2 separate regions of the Rattus norvegicus genome follow, and region 1 is linked to region 2. Evidence: chromatin contacts called from public Hi-C data. All regions are on one chromosome and are shown on one strand. The core of a region is the stretch at or near the end of the contact, and the rest is flanking DNA. Distances in the headings are between cores, read along the strand shown. Region 1 overlaps Map2k6 (mitogen-activated protein kinase kinase 6). Region 2 has its middle 16 kb from the start of Map2k6.

Region 1 (5,779 bases), core at 1,940-4,439, 110 kb before region 2:
GAACACGTGCTTGTCTCTCAAGGTCTTGTGTTTTGTATACTGGGGCCAGAACGCAGAGCCTCCGACACACCAGGAAGTTGTTCTACTCTCCTCAGCCCCAACACTATTTTTAATAAATATTGGCAAAATGTTTCAATGCTTCGATTCTTTGCAAAAGTAAAATAAATAAGTAAATAGCTGAGCAAAACGAAGTCTGACACGGGAAAGTAACGAATGATGTTACCACTTATGTCTGAGGAGCACTCAGGAAGACTCAGAAGCTGACAGCAGGTTCACAGAACTGACAGCTAACCCTGGGTTCTCACCACATGCGGAGAGATTGCATGGGAAGTTTGCTAGTAGGGCTCAGGGGTCAGCACCTGGGCAAACTTTGCCAGTGACTGACCCATGAATGAGGAAGACTACGGGAATCACAGAGGAAGAGTCTGCATTTTACAATCATTCACGCCTGCCTTCTGCTTCACAAAGCTTCATGAAATACCCAGAATCCTTAGAGCAGGGGTCCCGGAGGGGAAGAGAAATAGAAAGGGAAGCCTGAAGACACTTCCTTACACGGGTTCCTCTCCTGAGAACTCTTGGAGCCAACCGTGCACCGTGACTCATGGCTTTTCCTACGTGACCTTTAAACACTTGAGGATAAAAGGGGGAAAAAGTGAAGCAAGATAAAAACACGAACGGTCAAGTTTTTTAATCTAAAAAGCAAAATCGTGACCCAGTTTCAAAGTGGCAGATGCATCGCCTCGCCCACACAAAAATCACTCAAGGGAAACAGGAGGCGCTTCAGGGGAACGAAGAGGGGGGAGGACGCATTTTTATTAAAGATGCCCAATAACACTGTCCTAGAGCCCAGTATTCCAGCTCTCTCTGGTCTTTCCGCCAAAATGAAAACTCACAATAAGGCGCTATGGTAGCCTTGTAAAACTCTAAAGGGACGCCAGGATGGGGAAGAGGGTGGGTGAGCACCAAGTACGGGTCCAAGGAGCCTTAGGCAAAACAGCATTGCCCTGTCTCACCGTGGTCCCCAGTAAAAGCTGTACTTAGAACTTCTTGCTTCTACCGCAAGACCAAAGGTTCCTTCAGTATCCTCTGTACCTCAAGGCGTCTTCCCAGGTCTAGGTCAACCCACAGTGGCAAGTATGGTTGGGAAACGGCTTGCTCCAAGAGACACAGGACCAGCGCTAGCTCTGACCCACCCACACCCTCTCAGCTTCCCATCTGCTTTCCCAGGATCGCCATCTACACTGACTCGGTTCCACTTCGGGCTGTGGACTGGGCCTCCTGCTCCCAGCTGCCGCTACGCTAGGACGCTAAGCATCATGGCCGTCGTGTAGACAGAAATCGTGTGAGTATCTGGAAGGTGTTATGTCCTCTTTTAAACCCCTCGGAACTATAGTAGTCATTTCCCTCTCTCTCCGTGCTCCAGCCCTCTTTGGGTTTGCCTCCAAGCCCCCGGCAGTACTGTTATACCTACCCTGACAAGTGCATCCCCAGTCAACATGGGCTCTGAACAAGGCAAAGTTCTGCCGGACTTGGAAGCACCCAGGAGACATCCTTGAATGGCCCACAATCTTCTCAGTCAGTCCCAGGGAATCTTTATCCCCCACCCCTAGCCTTCCCGTATGCCTTGCTAAACTTTGGTCCTATGCTGTAATCGATATCAAACTCCTTGAGGCTGTAACTGGAATAAAATACCCTGATAGAACATGGCTTAAAGGGGAAATGATTTATCTCAGCTCACAGCTCTAGGCTAAAGGCCAGCATAGCAGGAAGATGTGGCAGTGGGAACTTAAACCCTGCCACACCACATTCACGGTCAAGAGCAGAGAGAAACAGACCCATCCCTGTTTCGAATCCGTAGCTCCGTTTCTCCCTCGTACAGTCCCGGAGCCAAACCCAGGGAATGGCACCGTTCCCTTTTAGGCTGGATCCTTGCACATCGATTAGCAGAATCAGAACAATGCCCCACAGATTGCCCACCAGCCAACCTGTCCTAAACAACAGAGACTCCAGATTGGGTGAAGGTGAAAATTAAACTGGCCGTCACAGGGTCTGGGAGAGTGCTTTCTTGCTTTGGTGATACAATGAGGTACAATCCTTCCGATGGGAACACCTCTCCTTCCTTACTCACCTCAGTTAGGGAAATACCTCTCCCATGGCCTCAGCTCTGGATTTATTTCCTCCGACACACACACACAAAAAAAAAATCCCATGGGAATTTGTACCCTCCAGATACCTATGCAATCACCCTCCCCAGGTCACGCTGATCCCCAATGCTTTCAAATAAATACTGGCTCGTACTAGCCTTGGAACTGGGAGCAGAGGCAAGGACTATCTATGTTCTGCAGCGCGCAGAGGACATACCCCAAGGATGCTTCTGGAATGAGCGTGTGTGATGGATCAGACTCCACGGAGGAGAGTCGTGAGAGTGACTTGTCGTCTCTGGCATAGATATGTGGGTGCAGGGGCTCTCTTACCACTGTGAGGTAAAGTCAACGAAGTCAGCAGAGAACTTGTCCGCTGGGAGTTGTGGAGACGGCTCTTCTACCACCTGTTTTAGCTGCTGGAAGGGCGTTCCCCAAGAATCATAGGGAAACCGGAGGATGGCCAGCTCAATCTAAAAGGAGGGAAGGGGGGAGGCAACCATTTAATGAACGCTCATTAGGAAGCAGCTGTGTTTCCCTTTAGGAGGACTAGAGACGAAGATCAAGTACAATTAGGGAAGAAAAACAAGCTAATAATCTGTTCTCACAAAATCGTAGTGCTGACTGCTCCTTTAAATATTATCTTACCAGTGACGAATAGTTACACCTACCTAAATAAATGAGTCCCTTGATAACACCCGGACCTATTTCATAAAAAAAACTTATCAGCCAACAGCATTAAAGTTCAACACAGGAAAGAACCAGTTTTTCAAACTTCTGGCCCAAATGGGAATTCTTAGACTTTGGCAGCACTGTGCCTCTGGTGCCACCTACAGGTCTCTTGGTGAAATGGAACATTAAAAAAAAAAAAAAAAAAAAAAAGTTACCCAGGACCCAATGACTGACTGATCTTTTTTTGGACTTGAGTGAAGGCCACTCAAGAATCATTACAGAATCACATGTTTTCTGGGCAGGGACATGGAATAACTCACTGGGCAGTAGCCAGGACCGCAGTGGGTAATTCCAGACCTCAGCGATATACTAAAAAGGTACAGTCACAGAGGTTACAGATAAGGCACTGGCTGTGTGGCCGTGCTGGGGAAAGTACGGTATCCCTTATCGTGTTCCGAGGATAGATCTAAAACTTCAACAGCCAAAACTTCCACCCGGACAGTGTTCCGTGCAGAGTTTGGGACCTTGCCCAGCTGGCAGAGTGTTTGAATAGCAGCCGTGAATCCGGGGGTCAACCCCTAGCGTGATAGCAAACTATGCATGATGGTGCGTGCCTGCAATGCCAGGACTTTGGGAGTGGAGAGACGAGGGTCGGAAGTTCAATTTTGCCTGGGCAACGTGAGATCTGGCCTCAAAATATTAAAATGAAGTACATGACCTAGTGCTTGGCTTATCAGAGGCCAGACACGTTAGCAGGGTGGGGTTGGTTTTTTTGTTTTGTTTTGTTTTGTTTTGTTTTGTTTTGTTGTTGTCCTGGTTTTGGAACCTAAGCTTCTTGTCTTGATCCTGATCCTTTCATTTAAACTACCAAAAAAAAAAAAAAACTATTAATCCCTTTTCGATCAGGAAGATCGCCAGTGAGAATACGTGAGTCTTTGAAGGTCATATGACTGGTAAAAGTCAGAAAAGGAGGAAAATTTGGACTGCCAGACCTCACTGTACGGTTTCCACTGTACAGCACTGCCAACAATCAGCCCTGGAAATCAGCCCGCTCTCTCAGACAGGAGAGGGTGCTCGAGTGTGGTATCAGGAGCATTTGTTTCTGGGTCCCCAAAGCCCACCCCGTCTGTGGGTTTGCACTCAGAACCTTGTGGCCCGCAATGATGATATAGGTTACCATGGTGATGCCCAGACTCCAAATGTCAGACTTCACACTGTACCCCTTCTGGTTGAGCTCTGGATTTATTCGTTCAGGCTGGAAAAGAGACAGACAGCTAAGAAACGGAAAAATGATTTGTAACACCATGTAGCTCAGTAAAGACTCGGGAGGAGACAGTACCATTGCCACATGAGTTATTTGATTCTGTTAACGTGCCTCCAGGGCCAAAAGACTGGCTAATCTCAATGAAATGTCTCCACAGGGCTTCCCTCTTTTATACTGCCTCTTTTTTTTTCAGAGGCAGCAATGAACTCGGATCCACGCGCCCCCCCCCCAAAAATTTTAATTGCCCTAAGAAGAACAAAGATACACATTCAAAAGCCTTCTCTATCCATTACAATTATTCCTGGTAAAAATATCAACAGCTCAAAACGCACACTAGCCTGCCGAAGTTCGTAGCTACCGTCTGATGTTAAGAGACCTCGGGGATTTTACTCAAACACAAACAAGAAATTTCCAACCCCAAACACAAGTCCCTTCCAAGATAAATGTGTTCCTCCAGTTGGACGTTCTGTCATGACCAGAACTGCCTTGTGTGGGTAATTTAAGTTTCCCCATCCTTAGCAATCAAGTTAATACTCGGGTGTGACACTGAGTATGACACCGAGTGGCAATGCACAGTACTTACATGCTTTTTCAAATAATATGCCCTTGGGAGCTAATTCTGAAAGCCCATATATATGCTATGGTTTGCGTCTCTGTGCCATCCCGAAATGCACGTGTTAAAACTATATCCCACTGGGGCTGGAGAGATGGCTTAGCAGTTAAAACCACTGACTGCTCTTCCAGAGGTCCGGAGTTCAAATCCCAGCAACCACATGGTGGCTCACAACCATCTGTAATGGGAACCAATGCCCTCTTCTGGTGGGTCTGAAAATAGCTACAGTGTACTCACATACAATAAAATAAATATTCTTCTAACAAATAGAAAAAAAAAACCTTGTCCCATCTGTGACCATGACAGAAAGCCTTATCTCTATAAGATGGCTATGGATTTGTCTAAGTTCCTCATGAATGAGGTTAGTATCCTCATAAAAGAAGCCTTAGAGAGATCCCCTGCTCCCTTCACCACTTGAGGACACAAGGAGCCTCAAATAAGAAAGAGAAGCAGGCCCTCTCCACACACTGAGTCCAATATCTTGATCTTGGACTTCCCAGAGCAAAAAACTAATTTAAAAAATTAAAACTGTGTTCTGTAAGGTGTCCAGTTTATGATATTTTGATACTGCAACCTCAAAGGATGAAGACAATATTTGGAGCAAGTGTTAATGATTTCTGACATAAGACCTTCAAGAAAATGACACGAGGCAGGATTTTTCTCAGACCTGAGATTCACCCCAATTCTCCATCCTAGGCACGCATTTCGTATTTTCTAGCCCGGTTTTGCCAGCAGGTGCATTTCCCAGACACGTGCGAGCACCCACGCAGCCATGCATGCTGCGTGCAGGTACTTACAGCCATGTATGGTTTGCAACCGGCATCGATCGTTTTCGCAACAGAGTCTACCAGGTAGCCGCTGATTCCAAAGTCACACATCTTCACTTGGCCCAGCGTGTTAATGAGCACATTTGAAGGCTTGACATCTGAAGGAAAGAATGAAGAGTTACCTCTTCACCACTAGAGGGCGCTAGACTTCCCACTTGCCTTGCCGGGCTGTCTTCGCCAAGCTACCGGAACACAAACGTCACCACTGATCCTGACTCACAGGGGCACGCGGCTTGTTCCTCTCCAGTTGGGTTTTATTTTA
Region 2 (6,455 bases), core at 1,580-4,079:
GTGGTTAATGAGGGGAGGAGAAAGTTGTCCCAAGCCTATCAGCAGGACTTAGGATGTGGTTTTTTACTAAAGGAATAACAATATTTGTGATCACCTGAGGATCTTAAGGCCTTAATGCTGTGAGCTTCTGGCTTACTTACCCTGCCTCTATATCTATCTTTCTTTCTTCCTTTCTTCCTTCCTTTCTTTCTCTCTCTCTCTCTCTCTCTCTCTCTTTCTTTCTTTCTTTCCTTCCTTCCTTCCTTCTCTCTCTCTCTCTTTCTTTCTTTCTTTCTTCTTATCAAATTAACTCTCTGACATCTTCATTCACGTGTAACATGAATTCTAGTCGGTGTTCCCTCCCATCCCTGTCAATCCCCTGCCCCAAACCCCTTGCCCACATTCATGTCCTTTTTTTGTTTCATTTTTGGGACCAATTGAGCTGAACCATGGCTGTCTGTTATAAGCAGGGGTTCTGAGCTATGCACTGGAGTTTGGCGGGCACAGAGCAAGTACCCAGCTGAAAATGGTGATTTCTCCCTCTCGCCAAATCTTTCAGTAGCCAACATTTCAGCAGGATGGGCCTCTCTAAGTACTTCGTATGGCCGTTGAATTTGCATCTGTCCTTCCTTTGTAGCCATTACTAGTGGTGGGTTCCTTTTTGATATTTAGCTTGTCAATTAACTTACGTTAAGCATATTTTAAAATCTTTTAGATGGGTTTTTCCCACTTTCTTTCTTATCTAAAGGATAAATAGTAGAGGGATGTTTCATTATTAATCAAACGGCAAAAACCTTTCATTAGTGATCAATGGAGTCTGTATTTAAAGTAATTGTTTAATGTCTGTCCAAAGTGATCCACATAATATGTTTCGAATTAAACAGGGCAGGAGAAGAACAAGAAAGTGGGGGGGAGGGGGACTTAGATGGTTTTCCTTTTAGCTAAATACTTTGCTTTCCATCGCAGCGAGTTTTAGGAATCCTTGAGGAAGTTGGATGTGGTGGCACTTGTCATCTCATCACCTGGGTGGCTGAGACAACAGAGTTTTAAGTATGAGGCTAGCCTGGGCTACATATCAATAGCCTGCCTGTCTCTATATGGAAATTGAACAGCCTTCCCTCTTTGTATTAAGGGAAGTCAATCATAAACAACCTTCTGTAAAAATATGCAAAGCCTAAAAGCTTAGAATGTATTATACTGAAAATTTTTACATATTCAAAAAAATTTTCAAAAGCCTAACCTATGCTAAGCAGAACATACATGCTGCCACATTTTTCAGAAATGTCATTAGTATTTCCTCTGGTTGCTATGACTTCTAAAGCCAGGTTTCTTACTTCAAGGAAAAATGCACATACATTTAACCATTTACTTATTTATTCTGGTCAACTTATTTTAGGAAGTATTGGTTTTGAAAAGATAACAAGTGAAAAAAATTAAGATTTCATTTTTCAGGATGCCTGAAATTCCATTAAAGACATATAAGTTCCTGCAGGGCTAAACATCTATCAACAGGGCTGGAGAGATGGCTCAGTAGTTAAGAGCACTGACTGCTCTTCCTGAGGTCCCGAGTTCAAATCCCAGCAACCACATGGTGGCTCACAACCATCTATAATGAGATCCGATGCCCTCTTCTGGTGTGTCTGAAGACAGCTACAGTGTACTCATATACAATAAATAAATCTTTAAAAAAAAAATCTATCAACAACCCCCCCTTCCAAAAGTGAACTGAGCCTTGTCTCTGGAAAACGGTACCTAAAAAAAACAAGATCACCGGAGGGTTGGTGAGGCCCTACAGTGGTTAGAGTCGCTCTTGCAGAGGACCTAAGTTTGTTTCCGACCATCCATGTCAGGGACCTCACTACGGCCTGTGACGTCAGCTCTAGAGGATCGGACACCTTTTGGCTTCCACAGGTACCTGCACACACACCCATTTAAATAAAGTTAAAAATTAAATAATCATTCCTAGAGAAAATGAAGACCTGGAGAGCGATAACTCTCAGTGGTGGGTGGTGTTCCAGTCTCCTTTTCCATCCATTTTATAGTACTGCCTTGGATGCAGAACGACACCTAATGTAAAATCGTCTTTCAAGTCGCTGTGTGCACACACTCTTCGTTCTATTTCTGTGTTCATTGGAACAGACAATTTCGGTGATGCACTTGAAATACTCCCGGAACAAAGGCCAATTTCCCTGAAGGTTATGAGCACTCTTGAGTTTTACAAACACAGAGGGGAGGAAATCATTTCCCTGTTGTTGTAACATTTACATAACCAAATGGGTCAGGTTTACAGTGTCCCCAGGATGAGCCTCAGGAAGCAGCCCACTGTGTGTACTGATTTTATTTGGGGATTCACAGAGTGGCTGTAAACAGTTCCCAAGGAGCATCGACAGCAATAAGTAACAGTGAGCGAGCTTTGTGGATTGCGGAGGGCTGAGAGGATGTGGGCCTTAGTTCAGAACGTGGGTTATCTCGGTTCTTCTCCCGAAAGCAAGTATGCTATTGGCCTGTTTATCTTCCTTAGCCTAGGTTTGGGGATCAGAGCGCGAATCTGTGTGCACTCTGACTGCAACCAACCACCTGTTTTCTTCAAATGGAAGTGAGAAGGTCGCCTAAGGACAATGCATTAATCCCCTTGGCTTCGGGTAGCCGTTTGCTTGTTTTGTTTTACTTAGAAGAGATGCTTGGAGCTTTGAGTAGAACTGCCTTCCATTTGGACCCGTCACGTGACTCCACGTGACCCCACCCAGACTCTTAGCACGCTGTGCAAACACACAGTAGTAATGTAGGAGATTCCAAAGTTCAGAGTAACCCTGAGCCTTGGCTCCCTCTGCCTTTCTCCGGGGATGTTTACACAGTGACGCCGGCTTTAATTGCACCAATGGTGTCTTGCAGAACTGAGTCCCTAGACACAGGCAGGAGCAGTGTTCGTGTTTAAAGTGTTCCTAACCGCCTGGTAAATAATCAGACGTGCAAATCCACGTCTCACAAGAAGCGCAGCCCCTGCACTGCGGCTTTGCTTCCCTTTTCGTGTAAATGAACCTGCAAGGGCTGAGCCCAGAGACTGGTTGTTTTGTCTGCTGCACAAATTTCCCCTGAAGTTCCTCCACGGTTGGGGGCGCAGTCCTGCCTAAACTTGCTTCTGTCACATTCCACACCCAGGGCAGAGTTCTGCATGTGGGAACACCATGCCCTTGCCCGGGACCTTGTTATATAACAGCCATAAATGCTCTGGTGTGCCTGTGTAAAAGCTAGGAGGAAGAGGGGAATGAAAAACTCAAGTTTTGAAGCCAGGTGTGGTGACACACAGAGCCGCAGTGCCAGCAGCCAGATGGCTGAGGCAGAAGGATGGAGAGTTTGAGGGTAGCCTAGGCTACACAGAAAGACTCTTGTCTCCAAGTAAACCAACAACGACAAGAAAAAAAAAGTCAAACTAAGCCTTGAGTTCATTTCTACCCAAAAGAAAGCGTTGGGGCACTCTCTAAGTGTGTAAGCTCTGGTGTAAGGCAACTTCGCCTGTTTTACTGAACTCAGAGCACAGAAGGCAACCAAGACAGAAAAAAGGGTAGACGCTTATAAGTCTTGTTTTAGCTCTGAGTGCAGAAAATTATGGCCGGTTGAAAGTTTTTAATAATCTCCTTTTTTAAATTAACTGATAGCTGGATTCTAGCTGCTAAGAGACCAACATGCTCACCCAGGTATATCAGACCAGTTGTCGAATTCTGTGACTGGATGGACTCTTTGGTTGGGGGTGGAGGTGGGGTGGAGTGAGAAGAGGCCGGTAAAGGAACAAGGACCTAAAGTGAAACTTCGAGCAGAAATAAAGTCTGAGTATAACTCCACAGATTGGCCCAACAGACCGAGAGGGAAAATACAGTCACAGAGATATGACAGTCAGCCTCTTTAGTTATTCAAATGCTGTTTTCATTGTTCATTAGCTCACTGATTCATTTATTCATTCATTCACTCGCTGATTCATTCATTCACCCATTTGTTCACTCACTGATTCACTGATTCATTCAGTCATTCGTTTGATCTGTTTTGCAAGGAAGATCAGAATAGGGATGAGAATGGACCTACCTATCACCTTTGTCGACCTTTTTCTTCTGAAGTCATGTACTTTCTTGTGTTGTAGATAGAAAGACTTTTGATTGTAAAATCAATTTTAGATAGCTATAGATACTTGGTAGTCACAGCAATTGTTTTTTCTTGGAGATGGATTTTGGGGCTTTGGAGTACAGCTCAGTTAATCCTCATCACTGAAGGAGGGAAAAAGAAGAAAAGAAAAAGAAAAAGAGAGAGAAGCAAAGAAGGGAGGAAGGGAGTGAAAAAAGGAGGGAGGAAGACATCCTATTTTGACAGTCTAAGAAGCTATTACCATCAATGCTATAGCCTTTGGTCATAGAAAAAAATAGATAAAAATATTTTAAAAATAAGGGTTGGAGAGATGGCTTAGAGGTTAAGAGCACCGGCTGCCCTTCCAGAGGTCCTGAGTTCAATTCCCAGCAACCACATGGTGGCTCACACAGCCATCTGTAATGAGATCTGGTGCCCTCTTCTGACCTGCAAGCATACATGCAGACAGAATGCTGTATACATATATACATACATTAATACATACACATGCATACATATATTCATATACATACATATAAAATAAAATAAAACATACATTTTAAAAAGCTAACAAAATAAAGTCACAGCGAAACATACCATACTCTTTAGGGTAGCCATTAGCAAACATAAGCAAAGCCAAAATAAAGAAAACAGAGCTGAGCATGGTGGTGTGTACTCCTTTGGCCTCGGTGCTCTGGAGGAAGAGGCAAGAGGGTATTAAGTTCAAGGACAGCCTGGCTGAAAAAAATATGACCCTGTTTCAAAACAAACAAAAAACAACAAAACAGAAAAAGCACATGTATAGTTCTAAGTTGATAGAACTCAGCCGTAGATCCAGTTCTAAGTTGATTCTTAACCGAAAGCAAGAGCTTGAAGAATATTTGTGTTATCTGTATTGTATCAGAGTCCAATGACTACGGGGGGAGGGGCAACTAAATATTAATCTGTAAGAGAATGGATAGAGGAAAGAGGGTGTCTGTGTACAATAAAATATTATTTAGCCTTTTAAAAGAATAGCATTCTAATGTAAGCTACCACATGTATAAAATCTTGAGAGCATTTTGCCTTCTGGAAAAAACTAGTTACAAAAATACTCCGGTATTTATTTTCTGTGCAGTTGCTACCATGGTGAAATAGAAATAGAAAATAAAATGGTTTCCATGAACTAGTGCTAATAAAAGGGAGGTGGGGAGACTTACTGTTCAATTGGTATAGTGTTTCAGTTTTATAAGAAGAAAACTTTAGAGAGATCAGTAACAATGTACAACAAAATGCATATTGTGGAGTGACCCCCATATTTCTTTTTAAATTTATTTTGAATATTTATTATTTGTGTGTGTGTGTGTGTGTGTGTGTGTGTGTGTGTGTGTTCATGTCCAAGGAGGTCAGAGGGATTTTAGCTCCCTGAACCAGAAGATCCAGGCAGTTATGAGCTGACTGATGAGGCTTTGGGAATCAAACTCAGGTATTCTGCAAGAACAATGTGTGCTCTTAACCACTGAGCCATTTCTTTTTTTTTTAAAGATTAATTTAAATTAATTTATATATTTTATGTATCTGAGTATGTTGAAACTGTCTTCAAATGGCTGTAACGGGCATCAGATCCCATTACAGATGGTTGTGAGCCACCATGTGGTTGCTGGGAATTGGACTCAGGACCTCTGGAAGAGCAGCCAGCACTCTTAAGCGCTGAGCCATCTCTCCAGGTGAACCATTTCTTCAACCTCAGGCGCATATATTTCTATACTTGGTCCCAGTTAGTGGAACTACTTGGGAAGGTTTAGGAGGTGTGGCCTCGTTGGAGCATGTATGCCACTGGATGTTGGCTTTGAGGTTTCAAACCCCCCCTCCCCCGCCATTCTCAGTTAGCTTTCTCTGCCTCATGCTGAGAGGAGATGGTAAGCTCTCAGCTACGGGCTGGGTTGCTTTCTCCCGTGATGGTTGTAAACTCTAACCATCTGGAGTTGTAATATCCCAAATTGAATGTTCTCTTTTTACAGGTTGTTTGGGTCATGTTGTTTTGTCACAACAATAGAAAAGTAACTAGGACACATAATAAACAACACTACGATACTACAGATCTACAGTCAGAAATCAGAGTCTTGGATGCTAGTGCTCCTCCTCCCCCGGTACAGGACCTCAGCTGATTGGCTGGCGCCACCACAGAGGGCGGGTCTTTCTATGTCAGTTAACCTAACCTACAAACTCCCTCAGTTACCCAGAAGACTTGGATCCCAGGTGATTCTTGAGCTCATCAAGTCGACAATCGGCGCTAACCATCGCACCTCCCATGGCTCATCTACTGAGAGGAAAAACTAAAGTCTTCTCGTGACCCCAAAGCGGCTCACAGCACTCAGCGTTTC

The links. Hi-C and Micro-C count contacts between places; a contact is called where the count stands out from the background.
Region 1: a Hi-C map of liver shows a contact between it and region 2, with 4 times the contacts expected there. The contact joins two enhancer-like sites. A contact is called at or near these places in 3 of 12 Hi-C or Micro-C datasets (kidney and liver).

Annotation. Positions count from the first base shown.
Region 1 is chr10:95,965,916-95,971,694 of GRCr8, reverse strand. Map2k6 (mitogen-activated protein kinase kinase 6) reads right to left here. Exons shown (of 12, transcript NM_053703.3): 8 at 5,488-5,615; 9 at 3,991-4,068; 10 at 2,475-2,614. Among named protein-coding and RNA genes, the nearest start is that of Map2k6, 96 kb to the right of the region's middle. Within about 2 kb of position 3,189, at least 11 of the 93 cell types and tissues checked have an H3K27ac peak or open chromatin away from gene starts, as enhancers often do. A contact at or near this core is called in liver, where this site is marked.
Region 2 is chr10:95,853,470-95,859,924 of GRCr8, reverse strand. No RefSeq gene overlaps it. Among named protein-coding and RNA genes, the nearest start is that of Map2k6, 16 kb to the left of the region's middle. Within about 2 kb of position 2,829, at least 20 of the 93 cell types and tissues checked have an H3K27ac peak or open chromatin away from gene starts, as enhancers often do. A contact at or near this core is called in liver, where this site is marked.